Regions from separate parts of the Oryctolagus cuniculus genome. Here region 2 is linked to region 1. A link is a contact called in public Micro-C data. All regions are on one chromosome and are shown on one strand. Each heading gives the region's core, a stretch centred on a gene start, on an enhancer-like site or on the middle of the called end of the contact. The rest is flanking DNA. Distances are from core to core; before and after follow the strand shown.

Region 1 (7,253 bases), core at 2,719-5,218:
GACAAAGGCTTAACCGGCTGCACCACAGTGGCACCACAGTGCCAGCCTTGGAACAGGACTTTTAATTAGGAAGAATTTAAATTGAAGTAGCCACATATGGACAGTTCAAACTAGATTAGGTATAGTGGGAAGATTATGGGGACTGGAGTCAGACAAGATGTACATCCTGGTTTTACTACTGACTAGCTGTGTGGCCTTGGGTGAGCTGCTGAACCTCTCTGAGCCTCAGCTGCCTCAGTGTTGAGTGGGGATAATCACCCCCATCTTGTGGTGCTTGTTGTCAGCCTCAAGCCAGAAGTTGTCCTGGGTGTGTGTCTGCTGCCGAGTCAGCCCTCCAAGTTCCCCTGGGCCCCTTCTCTGTTGGCCCTGGGGCTTTAAGAAGGAGGTGCGGCCGGGGAGCAGCTGGCCGGGCTGGTGCGAGGGGTGGGGCAGCCGGCATCCCTAGGCAGCTGCTGTGGCCTCCCCTTACAGATGGCTTCTGGGAGGCCCTGGGCGGGAAGGCCGCCTACCGCACGTCCCCACGGCTGAAGGACAAGAAGATGGATGCCCACCCTCCTCGCCTCTTTGCCTGCTCCAACAAGATCGGCCGCTTTGTGGTGAGCCCCTGCGTGGACACCTCGGGAGGCATTAGGCGGGTGGGCAGCATGGGGCCGGGAGGAGGCACTGGAGCCCCCTGCTGGCCGATCGCGCCGTGCCGCTCGCTCCGGGGTTCGGGGTCACACGCGGGACGCCCACCCCGGGAAGGGAGGATGTCTCACCAATCCCTTCTGCTCACTTCTGTTCTTTTCCAGATCGAAGAGGTTCCCGGCGAGCTCATGCAGGAAGACCTGGCTACTGATGACGTCATGCTCCTGGACACCTGGGACCAGGTGAGCGAGGGCGAGGGGAGAGGCTAGACCCCCAGCCCGCTGGGGCAGGTGCAGCAGGTGCTGCTGGGACAGTCCCCGAGCTGCTGCAGGCCCTGCCCTTTCGAGCCTCCCTTTCCTCCCCTGTAAAATAGCAGTGGTGACGCCCATAGCAGCGCTGTCCCACTGGTCACTTAATGCGTTAGTTCACGTGTTTGCTCATTCACTCGGCCAGCATGTATTTGGCACCGCTACTCACAGGCAGAGTGCTGAGTGCTGGGAATTCTGTGATGAGCAAAATAGACTCAACCCCTTGCCACGGGGGGCTTCCTGTTCCGGAGGGAACTCATTTGTAAGCAAGTGAGAGCCTCGGAGCCTGGTGGGGACTGGTCTCTCAGTGACAGGTGCTCTGTTAGATGCCGCAGAACTTGTATACTAAGACCCAAAGTCATGGTCGTGGGGCTGAGTTGTTTTTAATCCCAAGCCTTAGGACCCATGTTGGCCGAGACACACAAGGACTGGCACAGGTGGACCCTGGGTTTATGTTTGTTGGATGAATGAATGAGAATCCATTTTGACCGCTCATTTGTTGAACAAATAAACACCTTGGAAGGGTTAATTCATGAACTGCTAGGGATTTCCAGCTCAGTGCCTGATGGCGCCTGGTTGGTGCTGGTCATGGGTGACGCAGGCTGGGATGGGGAGACCTGAGGCAGGGTGGGGCCTGAGGCACACTGGCACTGCCCACATAGAGGGGCAGCCGCCGGCCGCCGCTCGGCTTCACCCACGTGAGCAGGACTGCCCAGGGCTGCTGGACCCAACAGGTTTTCAAGAGAAGCCATCAACGTGGAGGTTTTCCATGTCAGCAGTGGAAAAGGACAGAGCAGGCCAGCGCAGGGTGGCAGGGTGGCAGGGACGGGTGTGCGGGCCCTGTCCCTCCCCCCCTCCAGCCTCGCCGATGGCCCTGCGGTTCTGCTGTCAGCTCTGCCTGGGCCGCCACCTGCTCCCCGTTCTGCCTCCAGTGGCGAATTTGCTCTGCGCCCCTCACTGATGTTTCATTTCCCACACCTCCAGGTCTTTGTCTGGGTTGGAAAGGATTCTCAAGAGGATGAGAAGACGGAAGCCTTGACCTCAGGTGAGGCCCAAGGTGCAGCACGCGGTGCAGCCTGGGAGGCCGCATCACTGGGCGAGGACTTCCTCATCCATGGTCAGCCCCTCGTATGCCTGCCTAGGGCAGGGAGACAGCCTGGTTCCCTCAGGAAGCCAGGTTATCCCAGGGGAAGGAAGGACCGGGAAAGAAGCCGTGCACAGTGCCCAGCTGCCCCAGGGCTGCGCTTGTCAGGGTCAGGGTTGAAAAGCAGATCCCTGTGGCTGCCTAGAGTTGAGTGGGGGTGCTGGGAACCCCTCCAAAGAGGGGTGAGAGCGTCGTGAAGCAGGGCGCTAACTGTGGTCCCTGGCCTGTGCTGTCCATGGGCAGGGTGGCGGAGCACCCACGGGGCGTCACTGCCTCCAGGGGGCGCTGGTGCCCAGGGCAGGGCTGGGGCAGCAGGGACAGTAGGACCCAGGCAGTTCTCTTTGAGCTGCGGGGTGAGGGAGAGGCTCTGAGAATCCCCGGGGCTTCTCTTTCCCACGCATGCCCACAGCTAAGCGCTACATTGAGACGGACCCTGCGAACCGGGACCGGCGGACTCCCATCACCGTGGTGAAGCAAGGCTTTGAGCCCCCCTCCTTCGTGGGCTGGTTCCTGGGCTGGGACGACAACTACTGGTCTGTGGACCCCTTGGACAGGGCCCTGGCTGAGCTGGCTGCCTGAGGAAGGGCAGGGCAGGGCCCACCCATGTCACCCGTCAGTGCCTTCTGGAACTGTCCATCTCTCAAAGAGACCTTAGGGTGAGCAGGGCACCTCTGGGGGTGTGTGTGTGTGTTTCTCTCTCTCTCTTTTTTTTTTACCATAGCCAAAATCAGCCCTGCAAAAATTCAGGGTCCTTGCAAAATTGTCTTACGTATCTGTGCTTTGGATATTAAATACAATAAAAGCTTTTTGAAGTGTGTTAGCCTCGGGTGGTTTGACTGTTTCCTCACTCGCTTGCTAGCCCCTACCCACCTGGGAGTGACAGGCAGCCTGTGTCCTGCCCGGGGGGTGCCCAGGGAGGTGTCTGTGAGTCTGCACCCCAGCCGCCTCCACCCTGGGTGTGAAATCCCGGACGCCGGCACAGGGACTGCCTTGGGATGCTCCACGTTCGCAGTCTTTGGGGTAGGGGAGGGCCACTCCTGTGTCCCCCCTGGGGTCCGTGGGCACTGAACCTCTGCTTCTGTTCAGGATGCTGGAGGGTCCCTCTTGGACATTTCTGTGAACTGCCACAGAGCCACCAAAGTGGTGCAAGGAGCTCACTAGAGGCCGGGTCCCGTTGCTCCCCTCCGTCCTTCTCGTCTCTTCTCACCACCTAATCTGCCCTTGTTCCATGCCTGCTCGCCCACCCAGTCTCGTCCTAGTTCTGCAGAGAGAACTCCCATGTGTGTGAATCTAGAACCAAAACCAGCACAAAGAGCCTGTGGTGGGCAGGCTCTGTGTGTGTGTGTGTGTGTGTGTGTGTGTGTGTGTACACGTGCATGTGCGCATGCGTGCCGTGTGTGTTTATCCTGTGTGTGTTTCCAAAGCTGACTGTTCACTGAAATTGCCCAGGGAACTTTTTAAAAGCATGACTCCTCAGGGGCCCACCCTCAGCGACTGCTTCTTCGCAGAAGTGACGAGGGTAGTGGAGGAGGGGTTTTCTGGGTGAGGCTTGTGGGGGAGGAGTCTCATTGTTCCAGGCAGCAGGGACAGGGGCAGGCAGCGCCCATGACAATGATGGGCTCCAGGCCAGGCAGCCAAGGGAGTCTGGAAGGTGGAGCGCTGGACCCAGAAGCAGGGAAGTGGGCAAGGACCTTGCCCTGCCAGGGGGTTTGGACTTGATCTTGCAACCCCCAAAGGGTTGCTTTCATGATCAAAGCAAACACTTGACAAATGGCAAGTCCTGGAACAAAAGCAGAATTTACCACCTGACGCTGCTAGGGCTTTCACCAGGGACAGGTGGAGACCTGTCTAGACAAAGCCAGGTTGCTTCCTGGAAATCTGTGGAGGTGAAATCACGGGTGGACTTGCCCGTGAATTCTTTACTGGGGAGGTGGCTGTGGCCTCCAGAGAGAGCTCGCTGCTGCTAGATGAGAAATTGCTTGGGGCAACGGAATCCCTGACTTCATGTTCTTCTCTTATAGACGAAAGAGAGAATCAGGAAGTGCAGTTTTAGGTTGCATTATGCCCTGCCATGGAGAAGCTGGTGTGAAATAACAGGATGGGTGTGCCAAAGGGTCATCTTTTAGGAAAAGGTTGGCCTGGGCTTGGTCTCTGTGTTCCGTCCGGCAATTCAGTTGCAGTGGGCATTGGTTTTGTATTTTCTTTGGCCAAGGCATTTGAGATACACACTTAAAAAAAATTTATCTGGGCCTCAAATCCCCCACCCTCAAAATGGTGATCACAGGGGCTCGGCAGGGAGTCATTGAAGGATAAAGGAGCCGAAGAGTGTCCAGCCGTCTCCGTGCCTTAGCCCAGCATGGCAAAACACTCGCCCTTTCCACGCCAATTCGGCACACCCACTTTCCCATGGTGCACCTTGGCCTCCTCCACCGGGAAGACACCGTGATTCCATGTGGAGATGCCACGAATCTGCCCCAGAGATCCTCACGTGCACTGACCCCTGCCCACATTCTGCCCCCTGTGTACTCAGTAGGGTGGCACGCCCACCCGGCGGGGTGGCTGAGTGGGGCGGGGCCCATTCTCACCTCACAGGGCTGCCCGCCTTCACCTCTGCGTGTGTGCTAGCGCTTTCATCCCTTTGAATACATTCTGCTCCCATTCTTGCTCTTCATCTATGTCTCTGCTTTGAATTCTTCCCTTGCGTAGAGGCAAGAACTGGGAATAAATCCAGCTGGGGACATCCTTACCCATAACAATAATGTATTAATAATATTCCGGGCCTGGCGCTGTGGCATAGGGGTTTAAGCTCAGTCGAAATCCCATATGGGTTCCAGTTCAAATCCCAGCTGCTCCACTTCCAATCTACATCCCTGCTAATGCCCAGGATGCCCTGGGAGAGCAACAGAGGATGGCCCAAGTCCTTGGGCCCCTCCACCCACGTGGGAGACCAGGAAAAAGTTCCTGGCTTTGGCCTGGCCCAGCCTTGACTGGTGCAGCCATTTGGGGAGTGAACCAGCAGATGGAAGATTCTCTCTCTCTCTGTCTCTACTTCTGCCTCTGCCTCTCCTTCTCTATAACTCTGCCTTCAAATGAGAAAATACATTTTGAAAAATAATAATATTAATATATTACCTAGCTGGAGGTGGTAACATATAGGGGCTAATAGCTGGGGCTTCAAGCCAGACCTGGGTCCAAATCCTAGCTCCACCTTTTAATCATGTTAACTGCATGGGGCCGGTGCCGCGGCTCACTTGGTTAATCCTCCGTCCTCAGCGCCGGCATCCCATATGGGCACCGGGTTCTAGTCCTGGCTGCTCCTCTTCCAGTCCAGCTCTCTGCTGTGGCCCGGGAAGGCAGTGGAGGATGGCCCAAGTGCTTGGGCCCTGCACCCGCATGGGAAACCAGGAGGAAGCACCTGGCTCCTGGCTTCGGATCAGCGTAGCTCTGGCTGTAGCGGCCACTTTGGGGATGAACCAATGGAAGGAAGACCTTTCTCTCTGTCTCTCTCACTGTCTAATTCTATCTGTCAAATAAAAAAAAAATCATGTTAACCACATGATCTTAAGCATTTTCCAGTTTCCTTAGAGGCAAAATGGAAATAAGTGCGCTGTCTGCCACTGAGAATTCTCATGAGGATTAAAGAAGGTAAATCCTAGCACAATCCCTGGCCCACTGTGAGCGTTCAAACAGGAAAGAAAGAAAAATGCACAGGCAAAGAGCCTCGCCCATGGCAGAGCTGTGGGTCAGAGGGGATGGCCTGGGCTGCAGTGCAGACAGGGGTCTTCTCGGCGGACCGCACCCAGGGGGTCTGGCTTTCCTGTTGATTTCTCTAGCTCTGTCCTTCCCAGTCTGTAGTGAAATACCTATAGGTGTCCGGCCTCCCATATTCATGCACGGCAATGACCAAGGACCAAAGGACCATTTCAGGGACCAGTGCCGTGGCTCACTTGGTTAAGCCTCAGCCCTCAGCGCCGGCATCCCATATGGGCGCCAGATTCTGTCCCAGTTGCTCCTCTTCCAGTCCAGCTCTCTACTGTGGCCCGGGAGTGCAGTGGAGGATGGCCCAGGTCCTTGGGCCCTGCACCCGCATGGGAGACCAGGAGGAAACACCTGGCTCCTGGCTTCGGATCGGCGCAGCGAGCCGGCTGTAGCGGCCATCTGGGGGGTGAACCAACAGAATGAAGACCTTTCTCTCTATCTCTCTCCTGTCTAACTCTATCTGTCAAATAAATTTAAAAAGAAAGAAAGAAAGAAAAAGAGAGAGAGAGAGAGAGAGAGAGAGAGAGAGAGAGAGAGAGAGAAAGAAAGAAAGAAAGAAAGAAAGAAAGAAAGAAAGAAAGAAAGAAAGAAAGAAAGAAAGAAAGAAAGAGAGAGAAAGAAAGAGGAAGGACCATTTCAGAAACTGCCCCCAAGCCCACAGAAAGCCATTCCTCGGGTGTCAGGAGCCCACATGGGGTCACAGGACCATTCCTGAGGGAACCATGGTCCAGGAGGATGGAATTATCTGTAGGCCAGCTAGGTTCACCCCAGCCCCTGGGGGTGAATCCCTCCTCTGAGGTTTGCGCTGTAAGGGGGAGGAAGCTGATCCAAGTCCCGTGTTCCCAGGAGGAGGTAAGTGGTCGGTGCGTGGACAACTCTTTGAGGGAGACTTACCTCAGAAGCTTCCAGAGAGGATTCCCAGCCTGTATATGATTCCTAAGTTGCTGGAGCTTCCTAAGCCCTCCAGTGTTAATAGTGGTTGCGATTTCCTTTCCCATTAAACTCTTCGGGCTCTAGGAAGGGTTGACCAGGGCTGCATCCTATTAGTAGTATGACCTCTAGAGGCGAGTCCCAGCCTGAGCTGAGCTGAGACCTGCGGTGGGCGGCATCACGGGAAGAGACTGTCACCAACAACCCGAGAATCCAGGAGTTTTCCCAGGGCCTGGTTACCGTGAAAGGGGATGAAAGATGTTAGGTGCCTCGCACAGTGCGTACACTCAGCAAATCGTGTTTCCCTTTGCCTTCTCCTGAGTTCCTGCGAGCTACAAACTCTTCAGGTAATTAGCTTGGAACTTAGAAATGCTCATCCAGGGGTTTTTAAGTCTTTGCATAGGAGGGGTGGTGGGGTCAGTGTCCCCCCCGCCCCAACGTGTGCAAACTTGTGTGCACACAGCCATGTGCAGTTTTCAAAAACG
Region 2 (7,047 bases), core at 3,393-5,892, 41 kb after region 1:
TAGTTCCCATTAGAGTCTTAGAAGACTTCTGTCTTGGGGCTGGCACTGTGGTGTAGTAGGTTAAGCCTCTGCCTGCAATGCTGGCATCCCAAATGGGCGCTGGTTCTAGTCCTGGCTTCTCCTCTTCCGATCCAGCTCTCTGCTATGACCTGGGAAAGCAGTGGAAGATGGCCCAAGTGCTTGGGCCCCTGCACATGGAAGGGAGACCCAAAGGAAGCTCCTGGCTCCTGATCAGCTCAGCTCCAGCTGTTGCGGCCATTTGGGTAGTGAACCAGTGGATAGAAGACCTTTCTTTTTGTCTCTCCCTCTCTCTGTCTATAACTCTACCTCTCAAGTGAATAGACAAAATCTTAAAAAAAAAAAATTCTGTCTTTAAAAAAGAATACAGCCAAGAGAAAGAACTTAGAAGTAAAAATGGGCCTATGATCACAAAAAAAACAACTAAATGAACATGAAGTACGAAGACACTTTATTCCCAAAGAATTCCTCTAACCAGGGGGTCAGGATAGGGAATCCAGGAAAACACAACTATCAAATAGGCAGTGTTGTGCAATTTTTTCCATTCAACTTTTAGAATCAGTAAATCCATATTTAAAAGACGACTCCCAGTCCACCCCAAATGGCATCAGCTTTCTATATGGAAAGCCAAGAGACAGGGCAAAGAGTCCCTGATAAAAGCCAGCCTCCACAAAATTCTGTCAAGAGCTGGGTGGGTGGAACTGCCCCGGGGCAGAAGGGCTCCCAGGTTAGAACCACCAACCCTGCTGGCTCCAAGCTAAAAAAGCCCTTACTCCGTCCAGCTTCCAAGATAACCACCGCTGTTGAGGGAAAGGCCTAGGGTCAGTACAGGCAGGACTGCCATCTTCCTTTTAGATATGCCACCTGTTCTACACTAACCTCCTGTGCAAGCCAGTTCTCCCCCCAGGCCAGCTAGGTAATGGAATCAACAGGGTGTTTTCCCTAAAAAGAGTCACATCTTCCTTATAATGTCCCTTCTGGTAACCCATGTAAAGAGGTCCATAGGTCTGGGCCTCACGAATACCTGGCCAGGCCTACATGCCTCTCTCAATGAGAAAACTTCTTCTGGATTGGATAACACATTTCCTAGGTACTCCAATAATGATTCGAGGCCGACGAGAAGCCGGTGGCCTGAAACAGGAGTGCAGTGCAAATCCAGCAACACTGTACAAGCTGAGAGCCTGAAACAAGCAAGCCAGCCCTAAAGAGAGCACCAGGGACGCCAGCGACAGAAGGATTCAGTCACTCCAGAAGCTGACTGATTTGCACACGGCTGAAGCCTGAGGAATTGGCCGCCTGATAAAATAAATGGACTGTGGAAGACTGTGGATTCAAAAGGCTTCCATAGCCATGGCAGCTCATGTCAAGAGTCTCGGATGGTCATTGACGTCATACATGAGTGGTAATTGTTAAATTACAACAGGAGTCACTGTGCACTAACAACCCGTGCAGGACCTCTGTCCTCTGAGAACTAACTGTAAAACTTGTTCTCAAATAGTTTTGTGTGTGTGTGTGTGTGCATGTGCATAAATTGTTGAAATCCTTACTTAATATAGAGTTGGTCTTCTGTGTATAAAGTTAATTGAAAATGAATCTTAATGGAGAATGGGATAGGGAATGGGAGAGAGAGGAGGAGGTGGGGTAGGAGTGGGGGCAGCAGGGTGGGTAAGGTGGGAAGAATCACTATATTCCTAAAGTTGTAGTTGTGAAATTTGTATTTATTAAATAAAAGGTTTCTTTGGGAAAAAAATTAATGGACTGATCCTTTCTCTTTTTGCCTCTTTATATTTGTTTCAAAATTTTAATCTAAGTAACTGTTGTATACAAATAGATAACGAGGACAAGATTATAAAAATTACTGATCAAATAAAAAAGGTCACCCACGGGGTAGGGGACACACGCCTTTGGCAGAGCAGTTAAACTGCAGCGTGGGACATCTGCATCCCATATCAGAGTACCTGGCGGAGCTCTGGCTCTGCTCCTGATGTCAGCTTCTTGGGAGACAGCAGGTGATGACTCAAGTAGTTGGGTCCCTGCCACCCACATGGGAGACTCAGATTGAGTTCCTGGCTCCCAGCCTCAGCCTGGCCCAGGTCTGGCTGTTGCAGGCACTTGAGGGAGTGAACCAGCAAATGGGACATCTCTTTGTCCACCTCTCTCTCTGCCTTTCATATAAATAAAAATAAAATATAATAGGACTACATTACATGGCCGGCGCCGCGGCTCACTAGGCTAATCCTCTACCTTGCGGCACCGGCACACCAGGTTCTAGTCCTGGTCGGGGCGCCGGATTCTGTCCCAGTTGCCCCTCTTCCAGGCCAGCTCTCTGCTGTGGCCAGGGAGTGCAGTGGAGGATGGCCCAGGTCCTTGGGCCCTGCACCCCATCGGAGACCAGGAGAAGCACCTGGCTCCTGCCTTCAGATCAGCACGGTGGCCATTGGGGGGTGAACCAACGGCAAAAAAAGGAAGACCTTTCTCTCTGTCTCTCTCTCTCACTGTCCACTCTGCCTGTCAAAAAAAAAAAAATAGTACTACATTACTGATAATCTGTGTGACTGTTCAAAAAAATGCTTTTAAAGATTATTTATTTGAGGGGCTGTCACTGTGGTGCAGTAGGTTAATCTTCCGCCTGCGGTGCCAGCATCCCATATGGGAGCCGGGTTCTAGTCCCGGTTGCTCCTCTTCCAGTCCAGCTCTCTGCTATGGCCTGGGAAAGCAGTAGAAGATGGCCCAAGTGCCTGGGCCCCTGCACCCACATGGGAGACTAGGAAGAAGCTCCTGGCTTCAGATCGGTGTAGCTCCAGCTGTTGCGATCAATTGGGGAGTGAACCAACAGATGGAAGAACTTTCTCTCTGTCTCTCCTTCTCACTGTCTGTAACTTCACCTCTCAAATAAATAAATAAAATCTTTAAAAAAAGATTATTTATTTGAGGGGCAGAGTTACAGAGAGGCAGAGAGAGAGAAAGAGGTCTTCCATCGGCTGGCTCACTCCCCAGGTGGCCGCAACAGCCAGAACTGGGAAGATCTGAAGCCAGGAACCAGGAGCTTCCTCCCGGGTCTCCCATATGGGTGCACTTGGGCCATCCTCCACTGCCTTCCCAGGCCACAGCAGAGAGCTGGATCAGAAGTGGAGAACCGGGACTTGAACCAGCGCCCACATGGGATTCTGGTACTACCCTCCACAGCTTCACCGGCTACACCACAACACCGGCCCCCAAAATACGGTTTTGCTTTGGTTATCATCAATTCCTTGTTGTTAATTAACTTCAAATTTGGGAAGATAATGCTCCACAGTGCTTAGGAGAGAAAAGTGGGGGACAAAGATTTCTGCAATTCTTCTGGTGCTCCTGGAAAGGAACTAAATAAAGACAGGGATCCCTGGGCAAGCAGAACAGGACTTAACATCAGAGCGGTGGACAAGGCTGGCTCTGCAGCAGATACCTCCAAAGTGGCGCCTTTTGGGGGGTTCTGGAGAAGCGCACCCAGCTCCCCACATTTCTTTCTTCATGTCATCCTGTCCGAAATCCCATCTTTAGAGAGAATTCCTTTGGCTCACTGAGAGCTCTCCAGAGGATACTCCCTCTCTTCATTGTTGGACATCCCCGCGCCCCCAAGGAGTTAGCCAACAAAGGCGCAAGGCGTCCCGCACCTGTTTCTTCACAGGGAAACAAGAGGACTGAGCCACTGGGGGGTGGGGGGCGGAGAGGGTAGGGGAATTTAGAGCTGCCGGTAGGGAACAAAAAGCCGGCAAGGAGAGGTCCCTAAGACACAGGCACTGAAGTGCTAGGGGCACAGGAGGGGCTGGCCAGATGGGGAGGGGGCGTGCTAAAGCCAGACTCTTCTCCCAGAACTGCCCTCAGTGCTTCGGGAGGTAGGGGGTCCTGCACCTTCCCAGGAAATTGCTCGGGGTCCCGATGCTGGGGCCAGGGGTGCAAGAGGGTGGGCGAAGGCTGCGCAGGGCCTCCATCGGGTGGGGCGAGAAAGAAAGGAGAGTGGGTGAGGTGGAAGACACCCCGCTCCCGGCCCCCCACTCGCCGGCTGCCAGTTAACTCTTGCGTTTCCCGGGCCGCCTGGATGACACGAGATAACGAAGGGCTGGCACCGAGCCGGGCAGCTGGCGACCGCGGGATAACGTGAGCCCTGGCCACGGTTCCGAGTACTGGGAACGCCCCTTTGTCCCTGGCGCGCCCACAATGTGCCCGGCACGGGCTGTGCTCTTTGCATCCCACCACCCTGAAATCGTGACCCCAGCCTGCGAAACAGGGCTCGTTATTCTCACTGGACGAGCGAGGAGAGGAGCGCGCACTGCCTAAGCAACGGAAACCTGGCTAGAACCCGCGTGTCAGGCTGCACAGCCCGAGGGGATCCGCACCCAGGGGGAGGGTCGGGGGCCGGCAGGGACTCCTCGAGCGTCGCCAGGGGCGCGGGGCTCACCCTTAAAGGAGTCGGGGAGCCGGTGCGCTTGGTTGTCCGTGCCGTGCCGCTTCTCTGCCATGCTGCCTGAGCAGGAGTCGGGCTCTCACGTCGCGTCCCCCCACCTAAGAAGCCAGAGAATGCCCTGAAGAGCCCAGGAGACTGAGACCTAGGCTGCAACCCCGCCCCTCCTCGCGGTCACGCCCCTCCCTGAGTCCTGACCAATCGGCTCTCAAAATAGAAAGGACACGCCCCCCCCCACAGCCTCCGCCACGCCCTCTTGCGCGCGCGCTCCTCCCCGGGGCCTCTGGGCGGCCGTTTCCCTGCAGGCTGAGGGGCGTAGCCGGAGGGACGAGGCCCCCACTGCGGTGGGGTTCCGGGCCGAGGGGCGTTGGCTGAGGATACACTGGGGGCGGTCAAGAGACGGCCTGAGGAAAAGGTGTGAATAGGACAAGGCGACCCGCAGGGTACAAGTATTAGAACTGGGCGCCTCGTTTGGCCTGAGGAGCTAGAGGGAAGAAAATGGCGCCCTCTCTTGACGGGGCGAGGTCTGAATCGAGGCGAGAAGGTTGGGGACACCTGCGTGGCCCAGGTGCGGGCGCGGAGGCCAGTCTGAGCAGAGGGGCTGTGGGGTGAGGGGAGGCAGGCCAGGGGACCGTCGCCCGGAGCCGAGGCGAGGAGTTGCATGTCTCGACCCGCGGCGCGAGGGTCCAGCGTGGTGCCCCTCGAGGAGTTCCCCTGGCCCTCCAGCTGGGGGGACGGGCGACCAACAAGCAAGCAGATCACAGCGCAGAGTGAGGCGTTAGCTCAGGGGACAAGGGAAGAGTGGCCTTGAGATGTCGCCAGGAAGATGAGAAGGAGCCCGCCTTGGGAAGGGGGACGGGCGGTTGCAGGAGGATGGGAAGGGTCGCCCAGGTGCAGGGATAAGGAGCGGCAGAGGCGGTAGTTCCAGGCTCGGGCTTTCTCGTAGGTGGTGGTGGAAAGCCTCGCTGTTGAAAACCGCACTGTGTTTTAGGCTCTGTGATTGGTCCTCAGGCAAAATGTGCAAAGTGTGTTCTTGTAACAGAAGGTGTGCTTTCAAAAACATCTTCAAATCAGTACAGAGTCACAGGCAGTTGGGTAGAACGTGCAGAGAAGTCACAGGTCCCCTGTCCACCCAGTGTCCCCATAGTCACGTCCCACTCAGCTGCAGCACCCAAACCAGGAAATGGACCATGCGTGATGTGTATGTCTACGTCACACGCACACATGCACATAGTGTAGACGTAATGTGGGTAGTCCGTGTTATTGTATCACCTGTGACCAGGGCAGTTAAGATGCAGAGCTGTTCCGTCTCCATAAATCTCTCCCTCCTGAGAGGCAATGTTATCTTTTTTCTAATGTGCTCAGTGTTTGGCTGTGTACCGTGCAGTAGTTTGTGGTGCTTAGATAATATGGAAGGGTAGACTTTGGGATTTTATAGGGCTGCGCGAGGATGATTGTTGCTTCAGGCGAAGCCTCCAGTGTGGGCATAAAAGCCTGATTCAGAGCTTGTAAATTGACTTCCGGTCAAATTAGCGCAAATGACTGCTCCTGTTCCTGGAAAGGTGCATGGCTTGTGCAGTTGCTGTGTTGATTAGCCTTCTGGAGAAGATAAGAAGAGGGCTACAGTAATTTAATGATCCCTCCTCTCTCACAATCATCCTTGAGAAAGTCCACAGCTTCATATTTTCCATTCTGCAGCAAATAAACCCCAGAGGCAGGAACTTCCTGTTTGTGCTGTGACTCCCAGAAAAGAGGAGCAAATGCCCCAAAATGAATTAAACCCTTTGGTCGAGACAGCCTTGACTACAGATTGCTTAGTGTGAGGAAGTATGTAGTTTTCATTTTGGCTGGAAAGGAAAATATTTCAAAATGAATTTAATGTGCGTGTTCTCCCCTGCTTCCTTAGCTCTGGTCTCAAGGCAATCCCAACAGCGTCACTTCTGGAGAATTAGAAAAGAAGCCACTCCCTGTGGGACCAAGACTTCAGTAAACACTTGTTGGCTTTGGTTTCAGATTGCATCAGTTCTAGAGCTAATTCCAGGCTCCAACCCAAGAACAGGTTTTGACTTGACTTTTGAATGCCTTCAGAGTAGATAAGAGTTTCCGATCTTGATTAAAATATGCTTTCACTTGCCCATGAAACTAGTATATTCTGACTTTCTCATGAATGTTCTGTATAAACACATCGATTATATGTCGTCCTTTCTGTTGGGGAGATTTTTAATTCTAACTTTTCTTCTAGGAATGACTAGAAGCTAGGATGTTGGAGTTTTGTTTGTTTATTTAGAACTTTATATTTTGAGGATGGAGATTTGGGAACAGGCATTTAGCCCAGCAATTTAGATGACCACATCCCACATTGGAATACCTGAGTTTGATTCCTGGCACTGGCTCCTGACTCCAGCTTCCTACTAATTCAGACCCCGAGAGACAGCAGGTTATGGCTCAAGTAATTGGATTCCTGCCATCCCAGTGGGAGGCCTGGATTATAATTTCTTTTTTTAAAAAACAAGATTTATTAATTTATTTATTTGAAAGTCAAAAATAGAGAGAGGGACACAGAGAGAGAGATTTTCCATCTGCTGATTCAC

Evidence for each region. A called contact is a pair of places that touch in the nucleus more often than the background predicts.
Region 2: a contact with region 1 is called in a Micro-C map of ear pinna, with 3 times the contacts expected there. The contact joins the promoter of STOM here to the enhancer-like site in region 1. A contact is called at or near these places in 5 of 6 Hi-C or Micro-C datasets (ear pinna, liver, psoas muscle and 2 more).

Annotation. Positions count from the first base shown.
Region 1 is chr1:225,317,378-225,324,630 of mOryCun1.1, forward strand. GSN (gelsolin) reads left to right here. Exons shown (of 17, transcript XM_008273374.4): 14 at 472-596; 15 at 792-869; 16 at 1,920-1,980; 17 at 2,489-2,899. The coding sequence ends at 2,658. Among named protein-coding and RNA genes, the nearest start is that of STOM, 41 kb to the right of the region's middle. Within about 2 kb of position 3,969, at least 2 of the 8 cell types and tissues checked have an H3K27ac peak or open chromatin away from gene starts, as enhancers often do. A contact at or near this core is called in ear pinna, where this site is marked.
Region 2 is chr1:225,357,437-225,364,483 of mOryCun1.1, forward strand. It overlaps STOM (stomatin), which reads right to left and starts at 4,643. Exons shown (of 7, transcript XM_002720468.5): 1 at 4,454-4,643. The coding sequence starts at 4,514. LOC127493200 (a long non-coding RNA gene) reads left to right here and starts at 4,612. Exons shown (of 4, transcript XR_011381827.1): 1 at 4,612-4,871.